3 separate regions of the Sus scrofa genome follow, and regions 1 and 2 are each linked to region 3. Evidence: chromatin contacts called from public HiChIP or PLAC-seq data. All regions are on one chromosome and are shown on one strand. The core of a region is the stretch at or near the end of the contact, and the rest is flanking DNA. Distances in the headings are between cores, read along the strand shown.

Region 1 (3,300 bases), core at 175-2,674, 180 kb before region 3:
GGCCATTGCTTGACTTCTGAGGCTAAATCATAAAAGAAGCTACAGGAGAGTTCCCGTTGTGGCTCAGCAGACATGAACCCAACTAGTATCCATGAGGATGCTGACCTCGTTCAGTGAGTTCAGGATCCAGCATTGCTGGAAGCTTTGGTGTAGGTCACAGACATGGGTTGGATTTGGCATTGCTGTGGCTGTGGTGTAGGCTGGCAGCCGTGGCTCTGATTGGACCCCTAGCCTGGGAACTTCCATATGCTGTATTTGTAGCCCTACAACCCCCCCAACCGCCCCCCCCAAAAAAAACCCAAAACCTTTTTTTTTTTTTTTTTTTTGGTAGGGTCACCTTTGCAAATGATCCAGCATAGTCAGTTGGGAAGGGGCAGGAGTCGGGTTGGTTGCATGAGGGAGGTGACAGGGAGACGTGCTGAACACACAGGACAGCCGATTCACATGTGCTGCATGTGGAAGACCCTGGTGTCAGTGAGGAGACTTTACCTCACCTTCTGTCTTCAACCACAGGGAAATGTATGAGATCACACAACATAACTGCAGAGGCTGGGCTCGCTCCAGCTTGGCTGAAGGAGAGACTCCACAAGGGCAGCGGTCCTGGATCCCTACTGTCTACGCTCTGCCCTCCTCAGGAAGGGCTTTGCCCTTGAGACTTGCAGTATGATGACGGTAGCAGTTCCCAGAGTCACATCCAAGCACCTACAGAGCAAAAAGCAGAAACCATTCTCAGAATCCAGCCCAGCTCCTTGTAGCTCCTTGGCCAGGATTGGGCCAAGAGGCTAGGATTACCATGGCCAGTCATATTAGGTCCCTGGGGGCTGCCATCACAAAATACCACATGCTACGTGGCTTGAAGCAATAGAAATGTAGTGTCTCACAACTCTGGAGGCTATAAGTCCTAGGTCCATGTGTTGGCAGCACCAGGCTCCCTCTGAAATCTAAAGGAAAATCCTTCTTTCCCTCTTCCTAGTTTCTGGTGGTTTGCTCCAAATCCTTGAGATTCCTTGCCCTGTCGATGTGTCACTCCAATCCTCTGTCTTCACGTGGAATTTTCCCTGTGTTCTCCCACCATCTTGCCTCTGTGCATGCCTGTCTCTGAGGCCAAATTTCTCCTTTTAATAAGGACACCAGTCATATTGCATGAGGCCTGCTTAATGACCTCATTTGAACTTGATGACCTTTGCTAAGACCCTGTTTCCAGATCAGGTCCCATGCTGAGGTAGTGGGGGTAGGTCTACAGCTCATAATGCTGGCTTAGAAGACTAATCCTCTGAAGTGGAATTGATATTGGCAGTGAACCACAATGACCCCTAAAGCCCTCGAATGAGTGAATGAGGGAATGAATGAACATGGTCCGTGGGGGTTCACATGGAGTCAGGTAATAGCTTTGTGGTGAGGCCTATAGGGTAATTTTAGCCTTAGAACTCATCGAGGATATTTGGGCACTGGTGCCCTCTGCTTATGACAGATTGTTGATCACAGTTATGATTTATCTCCGGCTGCATCTTTAGTCAGGAATGCAACCCCTCAAGGAGAACTCACGCTGTTCCTCTGGGAAATTCTGACAAACCACATTATGGCATGGTTTCCAGGAATGCATCATAATGAAAAAGTCCACCCTGCTTATACAGACACTCAGCAAGTACCCAGGAGCACCCACCTCATATACACAAACCAGCATCACCAGGGCAACACTGGCCAGCAGCCGGTTGCCTAGCAACACCGCCTCTCTCACTCCCACCTTCCACTACCCCTGTCCTGTGTGAGGGCCTTCTGGGGTTCTCTCCCCATCAAGGCAGTTCTCTGTGGGCAGGATGATTGGACTTCACTGCAGGAAGAAGAGGGGACTCTGGATACCCTACTCATAACACTTACCCTTGTTGTTTCAGAATATTTTTAGGTCTACCCAACCCCAAACATACCACACACTTCTTAGAAGCCAGACTTAAAATTTTCACCCCCCACTGAAAGTCCTAAATAATACATGATGCCAGATTAGAGGTTGCCAGCCTTGTAGAGGAGGCACCAATTCGCTTACCTTGCTCTTTTGAGCCAGTTGGGGACTGGGTGGAGTTGGGATTTCAGAGTGTTCCTGGGAGGGCCCAGAGTTAAAAATAAAAACTCCCCCTCATAGTCTATTAACTAGAAATTCATCCCAGCAGATCTTTTTTTAAAAATGCATCTATCTCCACAGAGAACTGGTAGTCGGTTCCTTTTATCGTAACTGATTTTCCCATTAAGAAGAACTGATATTTTTTCTTTTTAAAAAATTTATTATAGTTGACTTACAACATTCTGACAACTTCTGCTGTACAGCAAAGTGACCCAGTCATATACATTCTTTTTCTCATATTGTCTTCTACCATGTTCTATCACAGGTGATTGGATGTAGTTCCCTGTACTATACAGCAGGACCTCATTGCTTATCCATTCTAAATGTAATAATTTACATCTACTAATCCCAAACTCCCAGTCCATCCCACCCTTTCTCCCTCCCCCTTGGTAACCACAAGCCTGTTCTCTATGTCTGTGAGTCTGTTTCTGTTTTGCGGATAGGTTCATTCGTGCCATATTTTAGATTCCACATGTAAGTGATTCCATATGGTATTTGTCTTTCTCTTTCTGACTTAATTCACTTAGTATGAGAATCGCTAGTTGCGTCCACATTGCTGTAAGTGGCATTATTTTATTCTTTTTTATGGCTGAGTAGTATTCTATTGTGTATACATACCCCATCTTCTTAATCCGTTCATCTGTTGATGGACATTTAGGTTGTTTCCATGTCTTGGCTATTGTGCATAGTGCTGCAGTGAACATGGGGGTGCATGTATCTTTTTGAATGAAGAAGGACTGATTTTTGACCCGTGGAAACAGGAGATTGGTAGAGTTAGAGAACTGAATTTGCACTCAGGACATGAGGACCAGGTCAGACTCTTGTGAAAGTAGGTATTCAGGGGTTTCTAAGTGAAAGAGAAATAAGGTACAGAACAGAAGAAGGATGCCAAAAGCTGTCCCAGCCAACCAGAGCTGGGACACGGGGGTCATCTGTCCTTTTGACCAGTCTGCTTTTGCTGCTGGAAAAGAGTGATTTTTCTCCAGTAGCAGCACCTGCCCTTGAACTTGAACCCTCTAATAGGGTAATGGTGTCACAATCCACCGAGGTACCCAGGCTACTCTAAACGCCTCCCTTGTCCTGAGTCTCTGTCGGCAGGTCATTACTCTTCCACTTCCTCGCCATCTCCATGCCCCCTATTAGTTCAGACCCTTGTACTCTCCTCCTGTCCCCGTCCCTCTGGC
Region 2 (3,683 bases), core at 81-2,580, 200 kb before region 3:
GCAGGGTGTCATCCTGTGATATGGGGCCGGGTGGGGAAGGTGCTGTCGGGGGAGGTTTCTCTGAGAAGGCCTCGTAGGGGGAGGGGTGGCCCTAGAGCTGGGCTGGAAGGCAGCACAGGGCGTGGGCTGGCAGAGAAAGGTGTTGTGGCAGAGGAACAGCAGGAGCAAAGACAGGCTCAGAGGTGGGGTGGGGCGGGCCTGAGCTCACGCAGGTTTTCCCGGAGAAACCCCTGGGAAGGTTTGCTGAGAACATCACTCAGCTCTTGGAAGCCAGGCTGAGGTGCTTAGGAGTTTGATGAAGTTGATGCTTCCCAGGTAGGTGGGACCTTGAGCTGAGAAATGACCTTGAGCTGAGAAATGGCCAGAAGGTGGGGAAGATGGTGCTGGTAGCCCAGGAAGAGGGTCTGGGAGGGAGATCCTGAAGACAGGGGGCGCTGGGCTAGATGTGACCCCAGAGGACGTCTTGGGGCAGCACAAGCTGCCACTTACCCAGAGATGGTAACATGCCATGAGCTCAGATTGCTGTGTCCAAACGTGGCAAGCAGAGGCGACACGTGGTTGCCGTGTACAAGAAGGTGGCATCTAATAGGGAGTGGGGGGGGTTTGGATATGAAGAGGAAACCGGGTGGAAGAAATGCATATACAGCCTATCAGAATTGGAGCCCCAGCTCCTCACTCAGGTGGGAAAAAAAAAAAAATGATGAGGGCTCAGGCAGCTTAAGGAAAGAGGAACGTGTTTACAGAGAGGACTGGATATCTGAGGATCAGGGCTGGGCACAAAGTCATTAGGCAGCAATGCACACGCACACATACACACATGCATGCGTGTGCATGTGCACATGCCTGTATAGACACACCTACACAGACACAAGTACACATGGGTAAACCCCCCCCCCAGTTTACGTAAGCATGCTAGTCATACCCAAAGACCCTTAAGGAAACATGCATCTGGGTATCTGTGCAAATGCACGTGTGTGCACACATACAGACATGCATATGTCCTCTTCCAATCCAGCCTATCCTTCCAGGGCTGGAGCTGGGGCTGGTGTTGGATTTACAGCAACCACAGCCAGGAAGCATCTGTCCTCCTGGGCACTCAGTGTATTTCTGATGGAGGTTTCTCCAGGCTCTGCTTGTAAACACTATTTATTTTGGAAAGCCATTTCTCTGTTTGCAAATAAAAAGTTAGGACATGCGGTATTGGATTTCCCTGATCCAACACTGACCTAGAAAATGTGCTGGCAGGAACAGAAAATGTGATGCCCCACTGTACTGGCAGGCACAAGTGCATTTCACTCTTCTTGGCTCTGACTACAAAGGTTAAGATGCAAGAGAAGGGGCCAGGGCCACCTCCCTGCCTGAGCAGCACTCTCACTGCAGAGCTGGGGGGAGCTGAGACAGTGCTTGGGGGTGTCCAGCAGGCCTCTGTGCTCGTGGCCTTGGAGAACAGGCTGGCAGGGGAATCAGAGCAGCTGGGGAGGGGGCTCTGGAGCAGCTGCCCATCACAGGGGCTGGTGACAGGGTCCAGCATGGAGAGAGCAAGCCACTCCAGCACATGCAAAACATAGATAGGGATGGAGGTTCCTCAGAAAACTAAAAATGGAGCAGCCATATAATGCAGAAATCCCACTCCTGGGCATATACCCAGACGGAACTATAATTTGAAAAGATACATGCTCCCCTATGTTCATAGCAGCACTATTTATAAGAGCCAAGGCATGGAAACAACTTAAATGTCCGCTGACAGATGAATGGTACAGAAGATGTGATAGGTATATACAATGGAATACTACTAAGCCATAAAAAAGATTGAAATAAGGTCATTTGCAGCAACATGGATGCAGCTAGATTATCATACTAAGGGAAGTCAGAAAGAGAAAGACAAATACTATAGAATATCACATATATGTGAAATCTAAAATACGACACCAGTTGGCATATTTACAACACAGAAACAGACTCACAGTTATAGAGAACACCTTGTAGTTGCCAAGTGGGGAAGGGGTAGAGGACTGGGAGTCTGGGATTCGTAGAGGCAAACTACTATATATAAGACAGATGGAGTTCCCGTCGTGGTGCAGTGGAAGTGAATTCAACTAGGAACTGTGAGGTTGTGGGTTCGATCCCTGGCTAACGTCAGTGGGTTAAGGATCCGGCATTGCCATGAGCTGTGGTGGAGGTTGCAGATGCGACTTGGATCCTGTGTTGCTATGGCTGTGATATAGGCCAGCAGCTGTAGCTCCAATTCAGCCCCTAGCCTGGGAACATCCATATGCCACAGGAGTGGCCCTAAAAAGACCCAAAAAAAAAAAAAAAAAAAAAAAAGATGGATAAACTACAAGGTCCTACTGTATAGCACAGGGAACTATATTCGATATTCGATGTCCTGTGATAAACCACAGTGGAAAAGAATATAAAAAAGAATGTACATATATGGATAACTGAGTCACTTTGCTGTACAGCAGGAATTAACCCAACATTATAAATCAACTCTATGTCAATAAATACTAAAAATGGATGGGGCCCAGCTAAAGGGATCCCCAGAATTGCCATCAAGGAACCCCAGGCACTGCAACTTCAGCTCTGGGTGTGGATTGAGGCAGGCTCCTGTTGTTGGGGAAGCTTAGGTTTCCAGGAGGCAGAGCAGTCAGGCCCAGCTGCAGGTTGGCGACAGGCTCATGGGGGCCTGGGACCTATTCACATAGAGTAGAAGCAGAACCAGAGGGGAGGGTCCAAGCAGGAGCCCTGCCTCATGCCGGGAACAGGAAAATCCAGGGTCTCTTGGGGGACCTGGTCCTGGTCTGAGCAGCACTGAAGGAGACCCAAGAAGCCATATGCACCCCATTGTCTCAACCGAGACACAGAATCCTTCCAAATCCCTCAGCTGAGCAGGTGACTTATTTCTGGACCTAAGACTGGGGTTCATATTCTGTCCACACTTCCTCAAGGATGTCAGAAAGGTAATAGGCCTAGCGACAAAATAAGTGCTTAACCAATTTGAGATCAAATCTCGGCTTCACCTGTCACTAGCTGGGTAGCCTGGTGCAGCTACTCATCTGTGCCTTAGTATCTTCACCTGCAGAATGAGATAATAATAAAAGGTGCCTCACAGAATTGTTGGGGATTAAATGACTTCATATCCATAGATCACTTTTGGACATTGCCTGGTGCTTTGTAAGCGCAACTCCTGTGTACTATGATGTTAAATCTTATTCATAACAATGTATTGATATACTCATTCACTTCTTCATTCAACAAGTGTCAGAGACTTGGAAGCCAGCAGTGAAAAAGAGACAATAAACCCTGCGGTAGGTAGAATGAGGACCCCCCCCAAGACATCTATGCCCTAATCCCCAGAACAGGTGTGTTGTCTTACATGGGAAGGGGGAATTAAGGCTGCTAATCAGCTGACCAGAAGATAGGGTATTTCTTGGACCACCCGGGAGGCCCAACCTGATCACGAGGGTCCCTGTAGGTAGAAGCGGACAGAAGAGGCAGAGGCAGAGATAACAGGTGGTGAAGCAGAGGTCGGGGAGTGGGGGTGGGGTGGGGGGAGTGATTTTGGGTTTTGAAGATGCACGAGGGCTCTGGGCTGAGGGGTGCGGGCTGCCTCTGAAGGCTGGAAAAGGCCAGGAAATAGCTTCTCTCCCCTGGAGCCTCCAGAAAAGAATGAAGCTCTGATT
Region 3 (3,592 bases), core at 285-2,784:
GAGATTTTGGGTTTCATTGCTGCTCTTGCTCAGTGGGTCAAGGATCCGGCATTGCGGTGAGCTGTGGTGTAGGTCGCAGATGCAGCTTGGATCCTGAGTTGCTGTGGCTGTGGTGTAGCTGTGGCTGTGGTGTAGCTCTAGCTGTGGTTCAACCCCTAGCCTGGGAACCTCCATATGCCGCAGGTGCAGCCCTACAAAAAAAACCAAAAAAAAAAAAAGGGACTGGCTGCCCCAGCAGGGTGCAGAGGAGGCATTAGATCCAGCCCCCAACCCCATCCCAGCCCATAGCATCAGCTCAGCCTGTGCAGTTCCACTTCTTCCCTTGAGGAGACAAGCTAGACCACAGGTGTACCCTTGGGTGGCCCTTTCCGACACAGTGGGCTTGAGTAGAGTGGGCTTCTCTGGATTTACAAATGCCCAGATTTGGGAAGCAGAAAGTAAACTGCAAGGGAGTTCCCACTTTGGCTAAGCAGGTTAAGAACCCAACATAGTGTCCATGAGGATGCAGGTTCTACCGTCGCCCCTGCTCAGTGGGTTAAGAATCTGGTGTTGCCGTGAGCTGCAGTGTAGGTCACATATGTGGCTTGAGTCCAGTGTTGCTGTGGCTGTGGTGTAGGCAGGCAGCTGCAGCTTCAATTTAACCCCTAGCCTGGAAACTTCCATATGCCACAGGTTTGGCCCTAAAAAGAAAAAGAAAGGAAGGAAAGAAGGGAGAGAGGGAGGACTGCAAGGGGTTATCTTTAGGACAACTATGCGATTTGTTGTCTAAACCTGGATTCTTTGAGAATGAAAGGGGGTGCTACTCTTAATTATACCTGGGGTTGTGGGGGGGGGGCAGCAATAAATCCACCTATCCTGAGCAAACTGGGCTGTATGGTCACCATAGTTTTCAGTTGCTTCTTTGAAATAAACACAATCTGGTTTACCAGTAGCTGCGATGGTGGCCAAGGGGCAGGCGTAATTTGCCGTCAAATCACTGGACAGCTGATCTGTGTCCTGAGAAGCCCTGCCTGCGAGGGCAGCCAGGGTCGCCCCTCGTAGGAGGTGGTCTGCATCCAGCAGCATCATCAGGCTGGGCTTTGACCACTCTGAGCCTAAGGTCATCGATGAGGAGACAACCCCTGCCCTTGTCACAGGGATTCTCTGTGCCTGGTGTGTGATCCCCCCCGCCACACACACTTACGACAGAACCCCTGGCTCCCCTCCAAAGGGTCTGAATGGAGCTGAGAGCATTTGTCATGGCGCAGGGTAATGTCTGCCCATCAGTTTCCTGGGCGGGCAGCTGCTGCGGGCAGGACTATGTCCCCGACCTCACCATGCTTTTTTGGCCATTGTAGGTGGACAGTCGAATGGAAGAGAATGACATGAACAAGCGGAGGCGGAAAGGCTTCAACAACCTTGACGAGGTTCGTGTGCTCAGTATCAGTTTACACAAAGCCCCGGTTCCTGACAGCCAGTGGCCACAGCCCGCCCGCCTGACCACAGTGGTCACCCTGCCCTTCCTTCTTTCCTCTCGCATGAACCACTGGGCTCCAAGCTTGGCTTGATGGGAACATAGGGGGTCTGGTCCTCAGTACTTACTAGCTCTATCACCCTCCCAGGATGCGGCGCCTGTAAAAGACAGATGGTGCAATTGAAATTATGACATTTTGCAGGATTTCAAAAGATTAAATAAGACGACTCTATAACATGCCAAAGCGTCATCTCTGGCATCCAAGTTAATCAAGATGTAATCACTATGAATAGTAAATAGTAAAGAGGCACCCAAAGTCCTACTTTTCTCCCAGTTATTTTTTAAAAATTTTTGTGTTATAGTTGATTGACAGTGTTCTGTCAATTTCTGCTATACAGAAAAGTGACCCAGTTATACATTTATATACATTTTCTTTTTCACATTATCCTCCATCATGTTCCATCACAAGTGATTAGATACACAGTCATAGTTTCGACCTTTTGGGTTTTCTGTACCTTGTCTTTAAGGCAAATGTCCCAGTGTCCACAAGTGCCACCTTCTGATGAAAGAAGAAAATTACAGGCTACTTCTTAAAAGCCAAGCATGAATCTTTCTCCTACCGCAGAAAAACAGCATTGGTTCTTGCTTCCCCAGACAGCTCTTTAAAGAGACCTGAGCTGTATACCTCATTCCAAAAGGCTATTGTAATCTCACAAAAGTGAGCATGGATATTGCCTGTGAACTGTAGGATATGAGCTTTAGCTACCCTACTGGCAGGTATCACAATGATGACATAGAGGGCATAGGAATAATTTGTAGGATGACATTCATACTTCATTTGTAGGACTTAGAAAAAATTTTATCTTCTAGGTTTGAAGAGCTATTGCTCTTGGCTCTGGTGCAAGCAAGAAGCCAGTGAATAGGGAGATAGTTGAGAAGAGGAAGCCATGGCTGGTGCACTGGGCTGATGAAACATCCCATTCGCCAGTTATGGGAGGTTGGCTCTGCCTGTGATTTATTCTCGCCTCCTCCCAAGAAGCTTCCCCTGGAAGCTTTTTGGCTTGAGGGCAAAATCTTCTGCCTTTCATCTGTGCCTTCCTTGAGGGGGCGTTTGTGCTGTTTCTGTTGCTGGCAGCACAGAAGTTCAAGTGTGGGAAGAAATCTGGTTGCACCTGCCCTTTCTGAAATGGCTCTGTTTTCTGGGCCACCTGTTTTGCTTAAAATCAGATTTAATCAAGCAATGATTCTCTCTAAATTCTTGCTACTCAGAGTGTGGGCCAAGAACCAGGAACACCAGCATTACCTGGCAGCTGGTTAGAAAGGCAGACTCTCAGGGCCCACCCCAGACCTGAATCTAAATCTGCTTTTGAAGGAGACCTTGAGTGATCCATGTGCACAAATGTCTGAGAAGGGCTGGTCTGCACAACCACTGCCCCGGCCTACTGTGGCCTTGTACAAACAGTGACCAGCCCAGCAAATGTGCCCTGTTCACACTCAAGCCTGTCTTGCTATGCAGGGCTGCAGTTCCCACTTGGAAGTGGGGAGTGACTCTTTGGCTTGTGTTTGTCCAACTCTTCAGAGCAGCTGTGCCTACAGGGTTTCCCATGGGGCTGCTACACTTAGGAAATCTTCAAGAAAAAACACCAATTGACTCTAGGCTGCCTCTTCCCATGAATTTCTTCTAAGTGAACATATCTTTGTTTTGAGAACATCTGTTCCTGTGAGGGAGACTCATTGTCTCCTTGGAGAAGCTAATTGCCCTCTTGACATGACAGTACCGTTTGTACTTCTGAGTCTGACGGGAGCAGATCCATGGTACCAGGGAACAGACAGTCTCTGGACACCAATCATTTTCAAAGTTTTATTTTTAGCAGATGAGCTAAGAGAATCTTACATGGGGAGTTCCTGCTGTGGTTCAGCAGGTTAAGAACCCCACGCTGTCTCTCTGAGGATGTGGGTTTGATCCCTGGCCTCGCTCAGTGGGTTAAGGATCTGTGATGCCGATTGGATCTGATAGGTTGCAGATGCGACTTGGATCCAATGTGGCTGTGGCTGTGGCATAGACCAGCAGCTGTAGCTCCCATTTGACCCCTAGCCTGGGAACCTCCATGTGCCTTAGGTATGGCCATTAACAAAAAG

The links. HiChIP or PLAC-seq counts read pairs in DNA pulled down with a chosen protein or histone mark.
Region 1: an H3K27ac HiChIP or PLAC-seq map of skeletal muscle shows a contact between it and region 3. The contact joins two enhancer-like sites. A contact is called at or near these places in 2 of 2 datasets of contacts at active chromatin or transcription factors (alveolar macrophages and skeletal muscle).
Region 2: a contact with region 3 is called in an H3K27ac HiChIP or PLAC-seq map of skeletal muscle. The contact joins two enhancer-like sites. A contact is called at or near these places in 20 of 47 Hi-C or Micro-C datasets (alveolar macrophages, blood, embryonic fibroblasts and 10 more) and 2 of 2 datasets of contacts at active chromatin or transcription factors (alveolar macrophages and skeletal muscle).

Annotation. Positions count from the first base shown.
Region 1 is chr2:47,333,730-47,337,029 of Sscrofa11.1, reverse strand. It overlaps LOC102160616 (a long non-coding RNA gene), which reads right to left. Exons shown (of 4, transcript XR_301761.3): 4 at 333-702. Among named protein-coding and RNA genes, the nearest start is that of MICAL2, 33 kb to the right of the region's middle. Within about 2 kb of position 1,424, at least 6 of the 83 cell types and tissues checked have an H3K27ac peak or open chromatin away from gene starts, as enhancers often do. A contact at or near this core is called in skeletal muscle, where this site is marked.
Region 2 is chr2:47,355,983-47,359,665 of Sscrofa11.1, reverse strand. No RefSeq gene overlaps it. Among named protein-coding and RNA genes, the nearest start is that of DKK3, 28 kb to the left of the region's middle. Within about 2 kb of position 1,330, at least 10 of the 83 cell types and tissues checked have an H3K27ac peak or open chromatin away from gene starts, as enhancers often do. A contact at or near this core is called in skeletal muscle, where this site is marked.
Region 3 is chr2:47,158,398-47,161,989 of Sscrofa11.1, reverse strand. It overlaps MICAL2 (F-actin-methionine sulfoxide oxidase MICAL2), which reads left to right. Exons shown (of 38, transcript XM_021083313.1): 17 at 1,338-1,406. Among named protein-coding and RNA genes, the nearest start is that of PARVA, 130 kb to the right of the region's middle. Within about 2 kb of position 1,534, at least 6 of the 83 cell types and tissues checked have an H3K27ac peak or open chromatin away from gene starts, as enhancers often do. A contact at or near this core is called in skeletal muscle, where this site is marked.